Regions from separate parts of the Gossypium hirsutum genome. Here regions 1 and 2 are each linked to region 3. A link is a contact called in public Hi-C data. All regions are on one chromosome and are shown on one strand. The core of a region is the stretch at or near the end of the contact, and the rest is flanking DNA. Distances in the headings are between cores, read along the strand shown. Region 1 has its middle 41 kb from the start of LOC121208176. Region 2 holds the start of LOC107897127 (zinc finger protein 8). Region 3 holds the start of LOC107939153.

Region 1 (3,012 bases), core at 198-2,697, 950 kb before region 3:
AATAGGGTTACGAAGAAAGATGTCGACTTGATATGTAGATGGATAAGGATGATCCAACGTTAGATGCAAAATGGACTTTAAGGTTTAGGGTTTAGGGTTTTAGGGTTTAGGATTTTAGCTAACATTTGAAAAATATTTCACGATAATGGAATCGGGTGATTATCAGATTACGATGTTCGTGTTCAATATTCCGGTGACTATGCATTGGAAAGGGTTATGGACATTATTTATTTATCATGGCAAGGTGGTCGATGCTTTCATACCAGAGAAAAAAAGTAAATGTGGCAAAAGATTTGGATTTGTTAGATTCATCAATTTCTTAGATGCTCAGAGGACGATATCACGACTAAATGGTTTTGTGATTTTAGGGTGTAGAATCTGGGTGAAGATAGCAAGATTTAAAGGCAGGAGAGAAATATGGAGGAGGGCAACTATGCAACGTAAAACATTGGTAATCAAAGAAGCAAAACATAAAGGTGTGGAAGATGTGACAAGAAGAAAGGAAGCTGAAAAGGAGTTAGAGGAAGCAAGGAAAGCTAACATGCTTGAAAGAAGTATCGGAGATGAATTGAGTGCAAGAGAGCCGAATAAAACAAAAGTTGTAGTTACTGTGGAAACTTTAGAAATGTTTGGTGGTGTCTTCTTTCTGTGAAACAAAGAGTTTAGCTGAGAGAATTGCGAAGATGGGTCTTGGTGAAATTTGTGTGAAGAGAATTAGAGGAAATTATTTCCTTATTGAGATTTCGGACGAAGAACTATTAGATATATTGAAACAGAGAAAGTGGTCGTATTTGAAGGAATTCTTCATTCACATTAAATCTTGGTCAGAAAAGATAGTGTTCTCTAAGAGGGTTACATGGATCGAAATATTTGGGGTTCCTATGCACTGCTGGAATTACGAAACGTTTAAAAGGGTTGCTGGCAAATGGGGCACTCTGCTGTCGATGGAGGAGAATTTGTCAGGAATAAAGAATTTTGAGAATATTGAGATGCTGATCTCAATCACACAATTAAAAAAGGTAGAAGAAGTAGTATTATTAGAGGTGGGAGACATTAAATTTTCGGTCAGTGTAAGAGAAAAAGGATGGTCAAAGGAATCTAAAAACATTTCTTCGAATATGGAAAGCCGATAGGAGGTGGCTGATGAAAGTGTGTCGAAATCAGAATCGGTGATTGGTCTGAAAATTGAGAATTCCCGGAAGGCAACCGAAACATCCTGGCGAAAATAATTATGGAAAAAGACATTGAAAATGAAAGAGTAGAAAGAGAATGTCAAAAAATGTTGGGAGAATTTAATGAAGGTGATCATGATGCTAGTAGCTCTGGAATTTTAGCGGGAGAAGATTTTGGAGTTAATAGAAGGGATCGGGTTAGGGAGGATGTAGTTGATATGGGTCTAACATTGGTTATGGGCTCAGGGGATCGGGCTAGGGAGGATGTTGTTAATATGGGTATGGATTTAGTTTTTGGCCCAAGTGGGAATTCAGATATGCAGTTGGTGGTAGAAGAATGAGTGGGCTCAATCAGAAAAAAAAGGGTAGCATTTGAGTGAAGTAAATATCCCGATAGCAGAACAGACATCTTCAAATAATTTAGAAGTTCCAGAAACAGGGGGTAGGGGCTTTTGTCAGGAGATTGACGAAGAATTTCAACAAATAATCCGAAGGAGAAGAAATATGAAGCATTTTAATAAAAAAAATTAGTTCTATGCGAGCAATTCAAGACGGGGTGCTGAATTCTAAAGAAAAACAAAAGAGGGATAGAATTTGGAAAAAAAGAAAAGGGCAGAGAAGAGTCTAGGAGCGAAGAAAAAATTGTGAATTTATCACTGTCGGACTCAGACATGAGCAATAGGGGGAAGGTAATTCTTAGGGAAGCAAAGCAGATCTGGGAAGTAGGGAAGAAATTGGGGTTAAGAGTTAGGAGAGATGAAAGAGATGTTATCGAGGATATTATGAGGCTTGAATATCAGTAGCAAAGGTGTCAAAGAAATCATAAAACTCCAATGCATCAACAGGTGTGTCTTTATTCTTGATATTTTCTGATTTTTGGATTTTTTGGTTGGGTGATATAAGAATTGCTTAATGGCATATTTAGGGGCTGGGTGTAGAAGTTAAAGTAGCAATGGTGAGTAGATTAGTTAGATTGCACAGGGCGACTGTATGTATGTATGCTTTTTACAGGAGACAAAGTTAGAGGAAGTATTAGGGGATTTAATTAGAAGATTTTGGGGTGTCAATAATTTTGATGTTAGGTTTGCAGTTGCAGTGGGTCGTTCGAGAGAGCTAATGGTTATACGATATTGTTCTGGGAGGTTATATGGTATGGTGTCAGGCCTCTGAGAGTGGAATTTCCAAGACCGTTTCGTTTAATCGTTAATAAGGGAGTTGAAAATGCTTGCCCTTTTTAAAGGAAGCTGTTAGCAGTAAGGTGTTGATGCTTGAGGGGGAGGATAGATTAATTTGGTTTCATGATGCAAGGGAGAGTTTTTAGTGAGGAATTTACTGAATTTTTTTATCAAAGAAGGTGTGGTGATTTTCGTCTCACTTTTGACAAAATTTGGTAGTTGAAGGTGCCCCTAGAGCAAGAAATTTCTTATGGATGAGACTTTCTTCTAAGGAGTTTCTGATTCGAAAAGGCGTGCTATTTAGCCAAATGGGAAGTAGTTGTCCTTGTGCATCAGAGATCCGGTGAATGTGTGTCTGCAGCTTGCTGGTCGGTATGGCTAATAAGGAATGAGTTGGTGTTTGGAAGGAAATGGGCTAGAATGTCCATTTTGGTTTTTTCATTCAATGATGCGGGCTTTGATGTGGATTAGATCGGTATAAGAAGAATTAAGAGTGGATGAGAGATCATGGTGGATTTGTCCGTTTAGAAGTTGGCGATTGAATGGCAGGTTTTGGTGTCCTTAGAGTTTTTGGTTGGGTAAATTTAATGTATGTGGTGTGGAGTTTAAGGATGAAGTCGGGTGTGGAGGGGTGTTAAAAGACTCTGATGGGGTGGTAAGGGCAT
Region 2 (3,229 bases), core at 559-3,058, 810 kb after region 3:
TGTCATTTAAAATCTTGTGAAAATTTGAAAAGTATTATTGATGAGATTTGAACACAAAACAGAGTAATTTTCAATATTTTTATCATTTCAACTAAAACTTCATTTATTTTTAAATAATTTTTTTTCACTCAAATCTTAAGTATATTCTAATTTAATATACTTTTAAATCCAATCTTTTTTTATGAATTAAATCGAATCATATTTAATTTTAAAAAGGTTTTTAAAATTTAAGCTTAAATTCGATCACATCAAAACAATCTATTTCATTTTTATATATGTATAAAATATAAAAGATATATATAATTTATTGAGATGCAAGTAAAAAGAGAAAATGAAATCCTAAAAGATCCCCATTGCAAGAGGGGATTGATGTGTGGTCACAAATAAGATGTCAAATTTGAATTCATAACTAGCTCTGTTGTCACCATCACAATAAGTAGCAAAGGGAACATGTGTTTGTATAATAAGATTGATAGCAAAACAGGAAAAATACCGTCTTTTAATATTTTGAAAAGATTAATTAATATCCTTTGGTAACTCATTAATTTCTCCTTTCAATTGGATTGGTATACATAATATAAACCTTTCACACTTTCCCATTATTTTTATTTATTGCTCTGCCCATTATTTCTTTTAATGATCAAAAGTGAATTGGTCAACTAAGAATACCATCTTAATTACTATTACTCAATCATCTCCAAATACCCAAAACTTGATTTATTTAAATGTATTATTTTTTAAAATAACGTGAATAATTTAACCAATTTTTTCTTACTCTAATTCTCTTTTCACCTTATTATAAAATGAGAAATCAACATTTTTTAAATTTCAAAGTTTCAAAATTAAATTGTAGTTGGTAGATTAATTTATTCTTCAAGGACTCACCAAACAATTTAACCTCCTTCTTTTAATATAGAATCAGGTTTAATTATCTACATTTTTTTCACTTATTTAACAAATTATAGAAATAAGAAAAAAAAAAGGATAAGGAGGTGAGGGCCTGTTGGTAACATAAAAGTAAAATTTCATGATGTTAGGAGGTTGTAGCAGAACTTTCCACAAGATACTAGAAAATTTTAAGTGAAAAGTAGCAAAACTATAACCACCATTTATATTTGTTGGGTTTTAAGACGAGGCGAATTGATTTTTCATTAAGGTTGTGCCTCCTATCTAACATATTTATTTTTAATTTTATAACTATTTTCTACTAATATTTTTAGGACTTCACATATATGATTGATTGTAACATTGGGAAATTTACATGTATCCTTAAATAATCTTTAAATTTTAATAAAGCTTATGTATCAAATAATATTTCATATTTTTATTTATTTTTAATTTTATAAAAATTATAATAATGTATTCTAATTTTATAAATATTTCTATTTACTTTAAAAAATAATATAATATAAAATATTATCTAAAATTTGAGAACCAAAAAGGAAAACATTATAATCAAAGGGGAAGGCTAAAGTAGTAAATAAAATTTAAAATAATTATAGAGCGTAGTGTTATGGTTGTTCACTTTATCCTTTAATTATAAAATTGAAGATTCATAATATATTTTATGACCAATCATTTATCTCTTCAGAAAGCACACGCTACAAGAGAATTAACTACTATTATCGACTATGAACACTAACAAAAAAAAATTAAGTGAGATAATTTAGTGTAAATATTAATAAAAAATAAGATTATTTAAGTATAGTTGTAAATTACATTCCATAAAAAAATAAATTATTTAAATGTAGTAGTAACTTGCATTGCATTTTCAGATTTTTTTTCTTTATAAATAACATTTTTTAAGACGATTATCAGGATAAAAAATGAAAAAGTCCCCGCCCAGCCCCTCACTTTTGGGCTTGTCAGCCCTCACTTTCATATTCATATTCATGGCCATGGCTGGTTCATTCCACCATGGATGAATCCCTTGTTTTATAGGTCCCACTTCCGCCCAATATTAGCTACCTTCCTCTTTCCTTTCTTTTCTCTGCTCCCTCGTTTTGATTTTCCCCTTCAATTCCCTTCTGCTTAACCCAAAGAAAAAGAAGCAGCAACTTCCATGGAGAAGGAAACACACGATTTCATGAACGTGGAATCCTTCTCCCAGCTTCCCTTTATCCGCCCTTCCCCTGTTAAAGAAAAGGGTGCTATTCGTTTATTCGGCAAGGACTTCGGCTGCGGCGACTCAGCGACGGAGGCCACCGAGTCCGACAACAACAACAACAATGAAGACACTACCAAGGACAACGAGAATGGAGATAATAATAACAACAGCAGCAGAAGATTTGAGTGTCACTATTGTTGCAGAAACTTTCTCACTTCCCAAGCTTTAGGTGGCCACCAAAACGCTCACAAAAGGGAACGCCAACATGCCAAACGGCAACACAACAATTCTTTTTCTTTATCCGATGCTCATAATGATATTTATGGCTTTTTTAACTATAGGCTACCCTCACCCTCGATGCCGTCAATGCCCGCTTACCCTTCATGGAACAATACCATTAGCACTAGGTTTTCTAACCCTCCACCACCCATCAATGGCAATCCACTGGGTGTTTGGAGAATCCCTGCTACGCTTCAAACTAACTCCTGTAATTTCAACCGTGACCGTTCATCAGCGCATCCGTTGCCGTTGTTCGCCGGTGATGAGTTTCTGCCGTCGTCTCAGGCTGGCGGTGGTGGTGATTCAAGTTCCGAGAGTCATAGGTACGTTTATGAAACGAAGGCAAGCGTTAAAGACAATGTTAGCTTGGATCTACATCTGTAATTCATTTCGTAATAAACTTGAAAAGAAAATATCATGTGTTTTTCCCTTTTAGCATCTTGGATTTTACTATTTTTAGTATGTAAATGAAATGATTTACAATCTCTTCACTAATCTAAACTAAAAGCAGTTTGCTTCTCTCTGTTCATTATGGAAGCTTTACAAAGAAAAACCCAAAAACCCAAATAGTTTACCTCAAGCTTAGCTAAAACATGGTACCGGCTTACAGCGGCAATCTATGTCGTACCTATTTTCAGAAAAACTTCACACGTGTGAGGAATATTTCTGTCTTCCAAGTAGCTACCAGAGAGTAGCACATGAACAACTCTGTAGCTACACACGTGTACATAAACCTATATGTTGTCTGTCGGAGCGTGACAAAAAACTTCAATATATACACAGAATTTATACGAGTATTTAGCTAAAATGATGAAATTCATCATTTTTTATATCATACATTGA
Region 3 (3,473 bases), core at 725-3,224:
GAAGTAAAAAAAACAAAGTAATTACCAAATAGTTAGCAAGTAAAAAAAACTTCTAGTAACCAGTATAACCATGGAAACTTTGTACATTAGATATCCAAGTTAAAGTGAAGTGAGAATTCAGCTTCAAAGTAACATTGCTATTATACAAAATTTTATTCCTTTCCAGGAAAATCATATCTCAGTAGAAGCTAAATTCATATGTAAAACATCAGTTTGAGATATACACAATGACAAAATCATTATCCACTGTACAAGTAAGACAGACAAGAAACTTCTCCCTACCTGGTCTTCACAATTACAATATCACATGATGGACAATCTGTCCAGAAGAACCCCAGTATACTCTCTGACTCGGATTTGCACCTGTGAGTGAAAGTTTCCTCTGTTTCTCTATGCCAAAATTGTATAGAAATATTGGACCGTTGGACTGCTATAATCTTTTCATCTAGAGAAAACCGGACAGAACAGATAGGCCCTTCAGTTATCGAATCAGTGATAGGGGCAGCAAGAGGAGAAAATGGAGCAGTTTTCCACGAAAAGATCTGTGCAGAAAAGAATGTAAAATATGGAACTGCAATATCTAAAATGCTTCTACAATGCTATTTAAGTTCAGAACTATTAAACCTGGTCAGATGTAGGAGAGATGAGTAATTTATTTCCATCATCATAATAGAAACCTCTTGATCCAGGATTGTTGCAATGGAGAGGGGGATATTGTATGAAAACATGTGATAGAGCACCAGATCCCAGACCACCAACACTAGCTTGCGAACTTGAAGCTTTCCAGGCCATCTTTCTAAGGTTATCTTGTATTTTTAGCCTGAAAATTCAAATTGCTGGTGAATAATAACACCAATAAAGCACAAAAGATAGTATCAGTACAAAAGAAAGAATGTATCATAACTTAAAAACTAGCATCAAAGAATAAACAGAAAAGTTCATTGGGTTTACCTTATCATACAAACTGCAAACCCAAAGCTCCAAATATTACACCTTTCCCCGGAGCTATAAATCAAAAGAAAGTTGAAAACATTAATCTTAGCACAGTTTTTCAAGAACGAAAAAGATAAGATCTTTGCAACCCAATTATCAAATACGGTGTATTTCTTTTTTAATATAAAAATATGTTCCTAAACAATCCTAAAATATGGATACCGTATTCTGCATGCAAGTCTTTAGTGCAAGAAATTCTTTCAAACACATATCACGTTCAACTTCAGGAACTTTTGCTGCAACACAGGCGCCGTATTCATTCACCTGAAAAGACACAATTGTAATCGAAACAATGAGCTGACCACAAGCAGAATTTAACAGCAGGTTCAAGGTAATATCTTTCTGCAATCATATTTTTGTTCATTTTCAACCTAAAATTACTCATTCATGAACTTAAAGCGTACTGCAAACAAAAAAAGAAAATCCCGCAACTAGATGTAATGATACTAAATCAGTAGAACAAATTGGGACTTCATGGACAAACCTGTGCCGTACAATTCACTAAAATGCGCCTAAGTGGAGAGATTGTTTTCTTTTCTTTCATATCCACAGCTCTGATAAAGAACAAAAAAGTACATATATCATAATTTTCAAAACTTCAAAGATTGATAGAGCGGGAATCGTTCATGAATTGATGAAATTAGGGTTTTCAATTAAATTGATAAGAAAGACTGAAAATAAAAATCAAATCCAAGAACTGATTAACTTTAAAAAACAAACTAATTAGCAGAATCTAAGACCCAAAAAAAAGAAAGAATTACCTGGGAAATTCAACATTTTTATCACGCGGGATTCCGGGAACAAAACTCTATGGTATCAAATACAAAAGAATTGGGCTTTGAGCGTTGTTGAATCGAGTTTACTTGTCAAACTACACCGAACGGTCTTTATCTGAAAATTAGGGGACCTAAAACGCCGTCGTACGGAAGCAAGCGCCCAAGTTTTGTTTTTAATTTCTTTTTGGGATTAGTTGAGATGTAATTTACCTCTCAACTTTATCCAATCCTACAACATTGTATTTTTTAAAGCGTAAACTATGTAATTAACCCAATATCAAAATTTTTTATTTTAGGCACTTAAAATAAAAGGTTTATAATTTAAGTATTCATATTAAATAATTTGATTATTTTAGTCACTTTTCTAAAAATCACAAGCAGCAACTTAATATAACAATTAAAAAAATTGATATAATAATAAATTTAACTCTCAACTTTTACATATTATATCAATTTAATCATAATTTTAAAAAATTAACCTTCGAAATTTACAATTATCTCAATTTGATCCTAATTCTAAAAATTTTAAAGAAATATATAAAAATACATAAATATTTTTAAAAAATATAATAATAAATTTAAAAATATATAAAAATAAAAAATATATTATTGACAAGAAATCATAATATATAAATTATAAAATTTAAAAATATATAAAATAAATATTTTAAAAAATATAATAATAAATTAAAATATTATATTAATATTAAATAAACTGAAAATCCCTACCCTACACTCGTCCTCTCCCTTTTCCCTAGACCCATCTCTCTCCCTCTTTCTCGCACCATATATATGAATTAATATCAGAAACATATTCTGATACAGATGATGAAAAATATATATTTATGTTCATTCTTAGAAATTTCTTCTAACTGATTATTAGAACTACTTCCTATATTGAACATAAATATATATATTCTTTATCCTCTGTATCAGAATCTGTTTCTGATATTAATTCATATAATATTTCGTCAGGATTTATTTCCTCTTCATAACATATTTCTAAATCTTGTTCTTCAATTGTCTTAATTATTTTTCTTGCACTTTTTCCTTTATTAGGACAACTTGGTGCTATAGGACATTCTTCATCACATATAAAACATTTACATTTTTTTTAGAATTTTTATAAGTTTTTCTTCTAAAGAATTTTTTCTTCTTACCAGAATTTTTTTTATCTTATTTTGTGGCTTTCATCTAACTAGCTTATATCTCCTATTTTTCTTTTTATGTTTTCTATAAGTAATAGGACGTACTCATTTACATCCAAATTTCCATTCATTTTCTAGAAATTTTGTACAATGTTTATTACTTAATTTATGCTTAACTTGTTTAGAAGCTTTACTTTCCTTCGCAAAATTAATTCTATTTCCTATAGAGTCTATAGTTTCTGAATCCACACCAGATATTTTACTCTATTTTTCTAAATAAGAATCGTACTTTTTTATACATATCTCATCCCATGGTGGTGGAATTTATGGAAATGTTGTTTTTTTTTCCAAAATTTTATATTTTCATTTTTTTAGTTTTTGATATTCATGAAGAAATTTTTTAGAAAAATCTTCTAAATATCTATTATCACATAATTTAATTTTTGACAAAGCATAACTAGATAGACTATCTTGATCTTTTTTTATCAATATAGCCACAAAATTATGTTTTTAGAATATAAGTTAATCTTTTTAATACATCTTTTGGAGTTTGAAT

What was found. A called contact is a pair of places that touch in the nucleus more often than the background predicts.
Region 1: a contact with region 3 is called in a Hi-C map of leaf, with 2.3 times the contacts expected there. The contact joins the enhancer-like site here to the promoter of LOC107939153 in region 3. A contact is called at or near these places in 2 of 34 Hi-C or Micro-C datasets (callus and leaf).
Region 2: a contact with region 3 is called in a Hi-C map of leaf, with 3 times the contacts expected there. The contact joins the promoter of LOC107897127 here to the promoter of LOC107939153 in region 3. A contact is called at or near these places in 2 of 34 Hi-C or Micro-C datasets (both in leaf).

Annotation. Positions count from the first base shown.
Region 1 is chrA01:49,811,049-49,814,060 of Gossypium_hirsutum_v2.1, forward strand. No RefSeq gene overlaps it. Among protein-coding and RNA genes, the nearest start is that of LOC121208176, 41 kb to the left of the region's middle. Within about 2 kb of position 1,448, at least 7 of the 9 cell types and tissues checked have an H3K27ac peak or open chromatin away from gene starts, as enhancers often do. A contact at or near this core is called in leaf, where this site is marked.
Region 2 is chrA01:51,578,338-51,581,566 of Gossypium_hirsutum_v2.1, forward strand. LOC107897127 (zinc finger protein 8) reads left to right here and starts at 1,809. Exons shown (of 1, transcript XM_016822474.2): 1 at 1,809-2,821. The coding sequence starts at 2,063. The coding sequence ends at 2,770.
Region 3 is chrA01:50,764,365-50,767,837 of Gossypium_hirsutum_v2.1, forward strand. It overlaps LOC107939153, which reads right to left and starts at 1,975. Exons shown (of 16, transcript XM_041080111.1): 1 at 1,755-1,975; 2 at 1,478-1,547; 3 at 1,156-1,257; 4 at 952-1,005; 5 at 625-820; 6 at 283-542. The coding sequence starts at 959.